Regions from separate parts of the Mus musculus genome. Here all the other regions are linked to region 1. A link is a contact called in public HiCAR-type and promoter capture Hi-C data. All regions are on one chromosome and are shown on one strand. The core of a region is the stretch at or near the end of the contact, and the rest is flanking DNA. Distances in the headings are between cores, read along the strand shown. Region 1 holds the start of Rhbdf1 (rhomboid 5 homolog 1). Region 2 holds the start of Cfap36 (cilia and flagella associated protein 36). Region 3 holds the start of Prorsd1 (prolyl-tRNA synthetase domain containing 1). Region 4 holds the start of Clhc1 (clathrin heavy chain linker domain containing 1).

What was found. Promoter capture Hi-C pulls out the DNA fragments that hold promoters and counts their contacts. HiCAR-type assays count read pairs that join an accessible place to other places.
Region 2: a promoter capture Hi-C map of liver shows a contact between it and region 1, with 2.5 times the contacts expected there. The contact joins the promoter of Cfap36 here to the promoter of Rhbdf1 in region 1. A contact is called at or near these places in 1 of 39 promoter capture datasets (liver) and 2 of 9 other capture datasets (adipose tissue and liver).
Region 3: a contact with region 1 is called in a promoter capture Hi-C map of pre-B cells, with 2.6 times the contacts expected there. The contact joins the promoter of Prorsd1 here to the promoter of Rhbdf1 in region 1.
Region 4: a HiCAR-type map of astrocytes shows a contact between it and region 1, with 5 times the contacts expected there. The contact joins the promoter of Clhc1 here to the promoter of Rhbdf1 in region 1. A contact is called at or near these places in 1 of 39 promoter capture datasets (liver) and 1 of 115 datasets of contacts at active chromatin or transcription factors (astrocytes).

The regions. Positions count from the first base shown.
Region 1 is chr11:32,221,000-32,223,595 of GRCm38.p6, reverse strand. It overlaps Rhbdf1 (rhomboid 5 homolog 1), which reads left to right and starts at 1,303. Exons shown (of 18, transcript NM_010117.2): 1 at 1,303-1,427.
Region 2 is chr11:29,245,985-29,248,580 of GRCm38.p6, reverse strand. Cfap36 (cilia and flagella associated protein 36) reads left to right here and starts at 1,309. Exons shown (of 10, transcript NM_025740.3): 1 at 1,309-1,566. The coding sequence starts at 1,452.
Region 3 is chr11:29,513,738-29,516,333 of GRCm38.p6, reverse strand. Prorsd1 (prolyl-tRNA synthetase domain containing 1) reads left to right here and starts at 1,301. Exons shown (of 2, transcript NM_026465.3): 1 at 1,301-1,417. The coding sequence starts at 1,334.
Region 4 is chr11:29,546,630-29,549,225 of GRCm38.p6, reverse strand. It overlaps Clhc1 (clathrin heavy chain linker domain containing 1), which reads right to left and starts at 1,276. Exons shown (of 12, transcript NM_028504.1): 1 at 1,086-1,276. Rps27a (ribosomal protein S27A) reads left to right here and starts at 1,186. Exons shown (of 6, transcript NM_024277.2): 1 at 1,186-1,385; 2 at 1,481-1,545; 3 at 1,966-2,020; 4 at 2,438-2,523. The coding sequence starts at 1,498.

The DNA.
Region 1 (2,596 bases), core at 54-2,553:
AGAGAGCTTTCTGCCTTTACAGAGGACCAGAGCTTGGCTCCCAGCACACACACTGGACAGCTCACAACTGCCTATAACTACAGTTCCAGGAGGATCTGATGCCCCCTCTGGCATGTGTGGGCACCTGCAACCACACACAGAGATAAAAATAAACACAGAAGAATTCTTTCTGTAAGAAAAGACGACTGACCCCTGGGTGTGTCTTCACAGTGAGTCTCCTGTAGGACTTCTTGCAGCTGGTAATAGATTTCTAGGTCTCAACAAAGGTCTAGGTGACCCTGCAGCATCCACAGCAGGAAGGAGTAGGGACCTACAGGCACCAGATGCCCGGTTCCTGTGGCCGGTTCCCTGATTTTCCAGAAAGGATGCAACCCCCGCACCTCCAGCCAGCCCAGTTTGGGCGTCCAGACCCTGCTTATTCCTAGCATGAGTCAAGAATGCTAGGCATGAAGACTGTCCCATCTCTGGCTTGGCATGTGTGGGTTACAGGAGCCCAGAACATCTGCACCACGACAGCTTTCTTCTCCCTCAGCCTTCAGCCTCAGCCGAGAGCAAAAGAAGCACTTCCTGTCCAGTATACAGAGTGATGAACCGTGCCTGACGTTATACGTGAGCACTGAGGCTGAAGAGAGAAGAGTGAGCGCATGCGCGGATGTAATGGCTTGAGGGGTGGCAGGTGTAGTCTAACCCTTGTACCTGCTGGGAAAGAAGTAGGGGAAGGGGTAATTGCTGAGCTGCGGTTCCTGTGAAATGGTGTATCAGTGTATGAACGTGAGTGTGCACACTTATAAATGTGTTAGGGTAGAGAGTGTGAGCCCATGGAAGTGCATTTTGAATAGGTGTGCGCACGTGTCTGTGTAAACAGGTGCGAGAGGCCTGAATGCATGAATGTTTGTTAGAAAGATCAGGCGCGTGTGCACAGGACAAGTGAGAGCTTCGGGACCCTCAGTGATGTGCCAGTGCGTGCCTTCGGAAGGGGCGTTCAATCTGCCTTTTAGGTCCCTTCCCACGCCACCCTCTTGCTTTGGAGGTCCCCTTCCTCTCTTCCCAAGCACAGGGGCAGCACAAGATGAAGGAGTATGGAAAGGCGAGTCCAAGACAGATGTTATGATTAAGGTGGTCGCTGGCGAGCCCGACTCCCAGCTACAGGTGTCTCTGCGGGACCCCTGGCAGAGCACAGCCGGAGGTCTTCCCGGAGGAGGCGCCCGGGGCTGGCAGCGGGCGGCGCGCATTCCTCAGCCCTGAGTCAGGCGGCCGCCCCTCTGCCGGGCCCGCCCCCGGCGCGCACGCCCCTCGGCCCGTGGCATTCCCAGGCGGACGGGTCGGGCCGGCGCGCGGGCGGCGCAGGCAGGGACTAGGCGCGGGCGCCCTCCCGGCCCGCAGCGGCGGCAGCAGCCGGTGCAGACCCTTCTGAGGACCCTACGGCGGTGAGTGGCGGCCGGGGTCTTTGCGCGGGGTTCCGGGCGGGCGAGTGCGGAGCTTGCGTTCTGGCGCGTGTCCGCCGATCGCTGGCAGTCGGTGCGCGGAGTTTCCCGAGCGCCGGCGCAGGCGGCGCGGCCCGGATTCCAGCCCGGCGCCCCACAGAAATAGCCCGTGGTCGGATCGGCGCGGCCTGGCGGGCGGGGCAGCGGAGTAGCAGCCCCGCCGGGTCCCCGGGGACAGGAGTCCGGGGGCCGCAGCCGCCCTGAGCGGCCCCTCCGCTGCCAGCCCCCACACCCCATGCCCTCCGTGCTCCCAGGGCCCCGAAGGTGGCGTCTGAAACTCTGCACAGAGAGCGCGACTTCGGGCCACAGGGTCCGCTTCCTCCCACTCACGGGAGTAACAGTGGCAGCTGCGGGCCGGGGAGCTCGGCTGGGCCTGCTCGGCCCGTTTCAGCCCGGTTCGCATCGGCAAACTCGGGAAGTGCCTCCAAAGACATCTCCTGCCCTGTACAGTGGCCCCGGGGGCGAGCCCGAGGCCACAGTCGGGATCTTGAAGTAGGCCTGGGCGCGGTGGGGTGACCGCGGACCCCAAGGGCTCAGGGATAGGCGAGAGGGCCTGTCTGTCCTGCTGGGAGCACGCTAGTAGAGCTGGGTGGAGAACGGTCAAGGGACTCCCCCTAGGCTTTCTTTCCGCTCAGATAGTCCGGACCAGAGTTCCTGCTCCGTGTGCCTCTTGGAGTAGTGTGTCTGTCTGCGTGGGCGGGGCCTGGATCCGGAGGCCCCCCGCTCTGTCCTGGGAAAGCCCCCCCTCCCCACTTCCTGTTGAAGCCGGGAGAAGATTCTAGGATGAAACTGGCTTTTCAGGTTTAGACCAGCTAAGAAGTCGGGGCAGTCCCAGGCTAGGTGCTCCCCACCTCCATGGGGCGAGCCTCAGCCCCTTGCCCCCGCCCTTAAGCCTAGAGGATGCTGGGGAACTCAGCAGCTGGCCAGTTCTCAAGAGGTTGCAGAGGCTGAGCCCTATGCTTACCAGGGTCATTCTGGGCAATCCGGGTAAGAGGGCAAGGGTGTCGGGTAGGTCCAGTACAGTACAGGGTAGGGTAGTACAGGTTCTGGCACCAGTCCACAGAACTCCAGGCAGCCTCCATGGCTGGCTAGCTCCTCTGCAGGAGCCTTAC
Region 2 (2,596 bases), core at 60-2,559, 3.0 Mb after region 1:
GGCTGAGATGTTGTGATACCGCCATTTTGGACAGCTCCTGAGGAGCCATAGGCTGGGCAGCAAGGAGGGGCCTGGAGCCCCTTTGATGACTTTTGTGGCTCAGCAGCTTTTGTGGTCCTCAGAGACTTCAATGATGAGACAGGTGACAAGACAAATCCCCACAGAAATGACCTTTTCGTCCATAAGGAAATTCTTGGACAGAAGACAAGATTAACTAGCTAACATACTAATTGCTGACTTGAGAGCTGGGTCCTCTATCAACAGCTTTAGTATATATTGAAATAGTTCTCAACCTGTGGGCCACGGATCAGAAATCCTGCACACCAGATTTACAACAGTTGTAAAGTTACAATATGGAGTAGCAATGCAATAATTCTATGGTTGGGTGTCACCACAATACGAGAAACTGTATTAAAAGGCTGCAGCATTAGGAAGGTTGAGAACCACTGAAACGTTGAGATCTTCAGGGTCCTCTGCCTCTAATACCCCTTTAGTTCCTCCTGAGCTTTCCATGAACATTTGCTGTATGTAGCTCCTGCCCTCAACCAGACCTGGTACTGTGCTGTCGGCCCAACACACAGTCACCTCTGGTTCTCACTGAGTCCTCCACTTCCACTTTCATGAAACTGAAGTTGTAGAGTCTGCTCCTCCAGCTCCTCACCACTCTCATTATATAGCCTTGGTGGGCCTGGGACTCTCAGGTCTGTCTGCCTGTGGCTATCAGGAGTATTGGGATTAAAGGTGTAGGCCACCACATCTAGTTATAAGATTCTTGGGAGTCCTCTGGCTCTTAAGTAGGAAGAGAGCAACCTTGATACTTTCTAAATACTGTCTATGAAAGCCTAATTAAATGGAGATTAACTGATTTTATACTTGTCCTAATTTTAGTTGTTGTTAACTAAGCTTAGACCCATCCTTAGACAGCAAGCAAACGGCTTGCAGAATCAATCAGTAAACCTCACAGAGCATATTTCTCTCAATTTTGTTTTCAAGGGCCAGGGGGTCTGAAGACCGCTAGGGATGAGGTGGGAGGAGGTCCTCAGGGAAGCCACGCCTTCAGCACGCCATTTTGAGACGGGCCGCGCGCACACGGGAGCGCGAACGCCGTCTCTAAGCGCAGTAGCCAATGCCCGCGCGTCTGCTCTCAGCCTAGCAACTACGGGCCAATGAGTGGAGGGCTATCGTTTGCCCCGTTCTCTTCTAGCCAATAGGAAACGTTCCTAATCCAGCCCCCCCCCTCCAGGAGCTCAGGACTCAGGCCTCACTTCCGGGCTGCTGCGTACGTTGTCATAGCGACCATTTTACGTTAACTGGTTTGTGGTGTCTAACCTGGGGGCCCGGCGATTGCGGGGACCTTGCTGCCCGCATTCTCCGTCGCTTCCTGCGGCCGAAAGGCCAGACAGGGCTGGGGGAATCCGGCCTAGGCGTCCGCGTCGCCGGGTGCGAGCGGGATGGCTGCGGAAGAAGAGGACGAAGTGGAATGGGTGGTGGAGAGCATCGCTGGGTTCCTGCGGGGCCCGGATTGGTCTATCCCCATCTTGGACTTTGTGGAGCAGAAATGCGAAGGTAAGAACCAGACTGTGAACAAGCCAAATATTACTGTCTCTGCCTGCCGGGCCTAGGACAGTTTTGTAGAAGGAATTACGTACATCCCTTCCCGAGTGGCTCGTTTGTTTGCAGACGTGAAATTGCTCACCAAGACTTTTCACCCACTCTGCCCGAGCGCCTGTCCTGAAGACATTAGACTTTAATCCCATGTTCGGCCTGTCACTTCACCCCGTATCTTTCTACCCCGCGCAAGTGGACTGTTTGGGTAACCAGCATCTTCCTCAGTTATTTGGGGAAAACGTCGTTTTTCTTCGAGTTCCTTCTGACCCCTGAGATGTCGCCCTGTGGACTCAGCCTATGAAATGACAAATTCACTCTGGCCATTTTATCTGCAAAGGGGGGCATTCGATTACTCCGGCAGGACCAAAGCAGGCGATGGGGAGGAAGAGCTTTCTAACAAACGAGATATACAAATGTGGCATTCTTTTGAAGGACCAGCATCAGTGCTTTCTGATCGGTTCATATCACGCTCATATCCGAGTTCATAAGACGAATTGGACTCTGTTCATAGAGAAGCAATCACAAACGATGTCCTATCCAACCTTTATCTTGGTTTTTTTTTTTTTTTTTTTTTTGCCTAGGCAATACTTGGAGGGTAGCAATATATATCGTCTGAACTTGTGTCTTAGGTTAGGGGGACAGACTTTTTGTAAAGATCGGTGCAATAGAGCTGGGGTGAGTGAATACTGACTCACAGCTGCAGAGAACACATTTCAGTGAAGGGAATCTTTTATACACTTTTCTAGGATGAGGTGGCCTGCTTGAAAAGTTAATGGGTTCCCAGGCATTTGAAGTATCTGCATACACTCGACAGTGACTGTACTGCAATGCAGCTTGTTTGAGATTCAGCTAACAGAGGGTTCTTATCCTGAATTGTCTTGCAAGACTTCTCTCAAACCCAAAATTCTATGAATCTAGTAAAGAAAGAATGTTGTTTGATCACTGAACCTTTTATTTTATTCTAACTGTTAAAGTTCAAACACGAGTT
Region 3 (2,596 bases), core at 52-2,551, 2.7 Mb after region 1:
ATCATTTTTAAAAAAAGGTTAAACTAAAAAGTTTTAAAATTTTGAAATCCTGAGTTCAGAGTGAAACTGTAAACACAACTCTGACTTACTCTTTTGTAGTTTCTTCCAATACTGAGTAAATCATAGGCTGGAACAAATCCCTGTTTTCCAGTCTGCCCTCCTTCTTCTACTGCACAGGCAGAGAAAGCTCCTGGCTAATGTGGTGTGTTTATGGTAACTCACCCAAGAGTGTCTGCTTAGGGGCTCAGTTTTTGACCATGTATGGACACTATCCCAGCTCCTAGCTAGCACGGCATCATTCCTTGCCAAAACTCTGTGAAACCCTCTTAAGACCAGATGAGTGACTTCACTGACTTCCACATGTGAGATTGATGAGCCCGCCCAAAAGCTGCCTCCTAGTAAACCTGCCTTTATCTACATGTAATATGTTCTAATCTGGCTCTATTTGTGTCACCGAGGGAGAGAAAAAGCATACCATCTGTGTCTTAAGAGGGGTTCTTTTTCAGATCTTCACTCCCAAATAAATACAATTAATTTATATTAAACATCTCTGAGTGTATCAGTGTTTCATGTTGCATGTGAGCCTTAATTTCAAAGTTTAAGTGAAATACTAATGTGGAATTTGAACCTTATTCAAAGTAAGTGGTCCCACCATGGTTGCAAATTCCAGGCCATAAGTATCATAACGACCACTGTAATTCGTCGCAGTACTGTTTTCTTCCTTTCTTTTCTTTTTTCTTTTTTTTCGAGACAGGGTTTCTCTGTATAGCCCTTGCTGTCCTGGAACTCACTCTGTAGACCAGGCTGGCCTCGAACTCAGAAATCCGCCTGCCTCTGCCTCCCAAGTGCTGGGTTAAAGGAGTGCGCCACCACACCCGCAGTACCGTTTTCTAATATCATAATATGCGGGAGTGATGGCTGGTCTTCCAGAGGACCGAGTTCGGTTCCTAGCACCTACATGACTCACCATCACTCCAGTTCTAGTAAATTGAACACCTTCTTTCAGCCTCCTCAGGCACTGCTCACACGTGGTGCACAACCATGCAAGCCGGTAACTAACGCCCATAACACATAAAATTTAAAAGAACGGAAAGACGGAAGTCACAAGCTACAGTTGTTGAGGCATGAAGCCACATTGCCGCGGCCGAGCAATGGAACCCGGAGCTTTCCGACCCCGGCACTGGAGGCTCAGGTGGTTGGGGGTGTGGCTAAGCGCTCTCGGCGGCCCAAAGATGGGTCAGGCCACAGAGCCATGCCAGGGCGGAGCAAGCAGCCATCACCACGCCCCCGAAGCCGTGGCACTTCCGGTAAGCCTGCCCACGTAGAGGGGAAAATGGCAGGCTCGGAGCTGCGGGCTGAGTTAGAACAGAGGCTCGGCGCCCTCGCCATTCGCACGGAGGTCGTGGAGCATCCCGAGGTGAGACTGCGGCCCCAGGAAGGCAGAGGGTCTTCGGGCGAGTGTTTATTGGGTCCAAGCAGAGGCTTATAAGTTTATTTAAAACTGCGGCAACCGTGAGGAAACTTGTCCTGGGATGACTGACGTGACTTAAAAGCCGGTTGGATAGCTGATACGTTATGTAGATAACTAAGGAACAAGGCACTACATAAGTGGCAACCCTATAGAATCGCCTAGGCTGTATCTGGTACCAAAGGCACAGCAGGCCATTGAGGTGGCTTGGTTTTTTACTTCTTTGGACAGTCGTTACCACTGCAGCACGGCAAGGATCATTTCCCAAATAATTACAAAAAGTATATAACCCCTGAGTCTGGAGAATTGTTTTCGCGGTTAAGAGCACGTACTTCTCTTGCAGATGACACGAATTTATTTCAGCACTCACACTGAGAGCTGTTTAAAACTACAGTTCCTCTTTTGGCCCGCTCCCGCTTGTGCCACAAACAAAAGTACGTACCTTAATTTTAACATGACCTACACTGGAGATGTACAATTTTTGTGGAAACTATTATGAGGGTTGGTAAGGCTTGCACGACACATTTTATGATAGAAAACACCTGTCTTAATATTTACTATTTCCCATTTTTACAAAGGTCACATTCTGTGTACATTCCCAGCCTCCAAATACTTTAAGGCCCTGGAGTACTGGTACTTGTAACATTAAAAAAATGTTCTTTATGTACTAACCTGGGGTCTTATGTTCTTCATCGATGCCCTTGTAGTGAATGTCTGGGACTCTGGAGATAAATATTAAGGACTGTCATCAAATTTTACGCCAAAGTTCAAAAGTTATAAGCGTCTCAGGCACCTGATGGCTTTGTTAGCCACTGGGATAGAAAACTGGCCCAACAAAAACTGAGGTCTTGAGGTCTGCAACTGTGATGATTAAGGCTCCCCCTGAACCCCAACCAGGATTTTGCTGCACTCTTGAATTCTTGATCTCGGCCTCAGCTCTAAGTACCAGTACTCCAGGTACCAGGCCTTTAAAGTATTTGGAGGCTGAGGTTTTTAGTTCAGAGATATTGTGCCTGCCTAGCAAGCATAGCACTCTGGGTCCTATCCTCAGCACCAAAAGGCCCAACCCCTATCAAAACATTTATAACGAATACCAGTTAAATTCAGAGCATCCACCATGAAAAATAT
Region 4 (2,596 bases), core at 27-2,526, 2.7 Mb after region 1:
CTCCACCAATTGAATCTCAAGGTTGATCAGATCTAGAGCAGATGTAAATTTTCTTTACTGATGGAGCCATCTGGAAGCCCCATCTTATTTTAAGAAATATGTATGTCATGTGTGGGTGTAGGGTCGTCGGCCCCCATCTCTCATTGAACCTGCTGGCCAATGAGGTCCAGGGAGTCTCCTGTCTCTGCTGGCCTACCATGTCACAGACTCCACCAAGCACACCAACCTTTTTAAAAAGTGGGTGCTTGAGTTCCAACCCAGGGTTCTGCATATCGAATATTAGCTACTGTGTCATCTCCTAGCCCTACATTTTTACTTTTCAAAATGTGTAATTTGGAGGCAGCAGAGCTAGTATATTAAAATGAGGAAAGAGCAAACAGAGATTATTAGGGAGTTACGGATCCTCGTTGTAAGAAAACGGAGCACGCCTACGCTTACGGATAGGGTGAAAAGACATTGAGAGGGTGCATTAGAAAGGGCACTGGGTTTGTGAGGTGGAGAAGGGACTGAGAGAAGGCACCAGCTTTTAACAGCTTCAAGTTTCCCCGAGGGCACATGCTCCTATTTTCTCCAGGATGGACACGCTCCACATTTAAACTTATAGTCGAAAACTAAACATTCTGCAGATTTTCTTATCGTATGTTTTTTAAAACGTGAAAAGATGAAAATTCCAATACATTTAACCGTTTCATACTAGGGAGGCGCGTGACGCTCAAAAGCTTCTTCCGATCGGATGAAGGGTAGCGGAAGGGACTACCGGGAGGGGCAGAAACCTGCACTTAGAAAGACTTCGACTATACCTTAGATGTGGCTAGCTCACTACGGTGTGACAGACACCTTCAGCCCCCAAATGCCTTTCTAGCCCTTAAGCCTTCCCTCCGGGGCATTTCCAGAGAGTCCCCACCCACGCGCAAATCATAGTGCCTCATCCCCTGAGTCCTCACCTGACTCTCTCCTAACCCTCACTCCACAGCTTAGACAGTGTAATCAGGTATCCGGGAAGTGTGGAAATGCATCCTGGGACAAGTAGTTCTAACAAGAAGAAAGCAGTGTAAAACTACAATTCCCAGATAGACTTGTTTTACCTCTCTCTTATGTTTCACAAGCCCCCTTTAAAGGAAAGCCTCTCTTAATCGCATCGGCTGTATAAGAAAGCCTTTTGAGGCATTTTTTTTAGTTGAGCACATCATTTCGAGGCCATTCTGAGGTAAACCGAGAAAAGAGCGTAAAGAAACCGAGCGAACGAGCAAATCTGGCACTGCGTTAGACAGCCGCGATTCCGCTGCAGCGCGCAGGCACGTGTGTGGCCGCCTAAGGGGCGGGTCCTTCGGCCAGGAGACCCCGTCGGCCACGCTCGGATCTTCCTTTCCGATCCGCCATCGTGGGTGAGTGTATGCTCTGTGGCCGCGCTCTGGCTAGTGGCGCTACGCGTCGCTCTCACGGGTGTCGTCGGATCTAATCCGTCTCTTTTCGAATGCAGGTGGAGCCGCCGCCACGATGCAGATCTTTGTGAAGACCCTTACGGGGAAAACCATCACGCTCGAGGTACGGGCCACCTTGCCGTTGAGGAAGCCAAGGCCTGACTGAGGCCCTTAGTGTTTGAGGGCGGGTTTCTGAGTTTTGAGTTGTGAAACTTGGCTTTGAGCTGAGATTATGGTGCTTAGCAAAAACAACGTTTGGTTTTCGGTGTGGTACGGTTTAGCCTGCTTTATCCCGAGTGGCGAAATGTAGGGTAGGTGATGGGAGACGCTTTTCTCCGGGCAGACGCGTTCCTGTGCTTCCCCCGCCGTCGCTCGCCCTGGTATGGGGACTAATTTGGATTGTAGCACTCTGGGTAGTTTGCACGCGGTGTCATCTTAATTGATTACCTTTAGCTCACCTCCTCCTTGCTCGTTTTGTATAAAGCTAGCAGTTAATGACTTACTATGTAACCGTATATTAACTACATATATCAAAACTTGGCAGGTTGAACCCTCGGACACTATAGAAAATGTAAAGGCCAAGATCCAGGATAAGGAAGGCAAGTAAAGTTTGTCACTAGAAAAATGACTGGCTTGTGTGACCTAGACACGTTTGTTCTTAAGGTAGAAAACAGATTAATAAATTTAGATGCTTTTGAAAGTAAAATATTCCTGACATTAGTGTCAGGCTATCTGATTAACTGGAAACTCTGCAGGACAAATCTTTTAAAAGTTAATCTAGAACTGTTTACTGAGTCACAAAGACGATAAAATGCTCAGGCTGGGCAATGGCCCAGTCCACACTTTAATCTCAACACTAAGGAGGTAGAGGCAGCCTGGTTACAGAGAAAGTTCCAGGGCTTTTACTCTTGGAAAAAGTTGCATCTAAGTCTGTGACCACTGTTAGCAATCATTTGATTCACAACAATGGGGAATGTACCTTGTTCTATTAAGCCCAGTATTTTTTCCTCTAATAGGAATTCCTCCTGATCAGCAGAGGCTGATCTTTGCTGGTAAGCAGCTGGAAGATGGCCGGACTTTGTCTGACTACAACATTCAAAAGGTTTGTTTGAGGGAAAACATGCAGAAAAAGGGATGATATTGAATCCACTAACACTTGCTGAGCACTGTAGCTG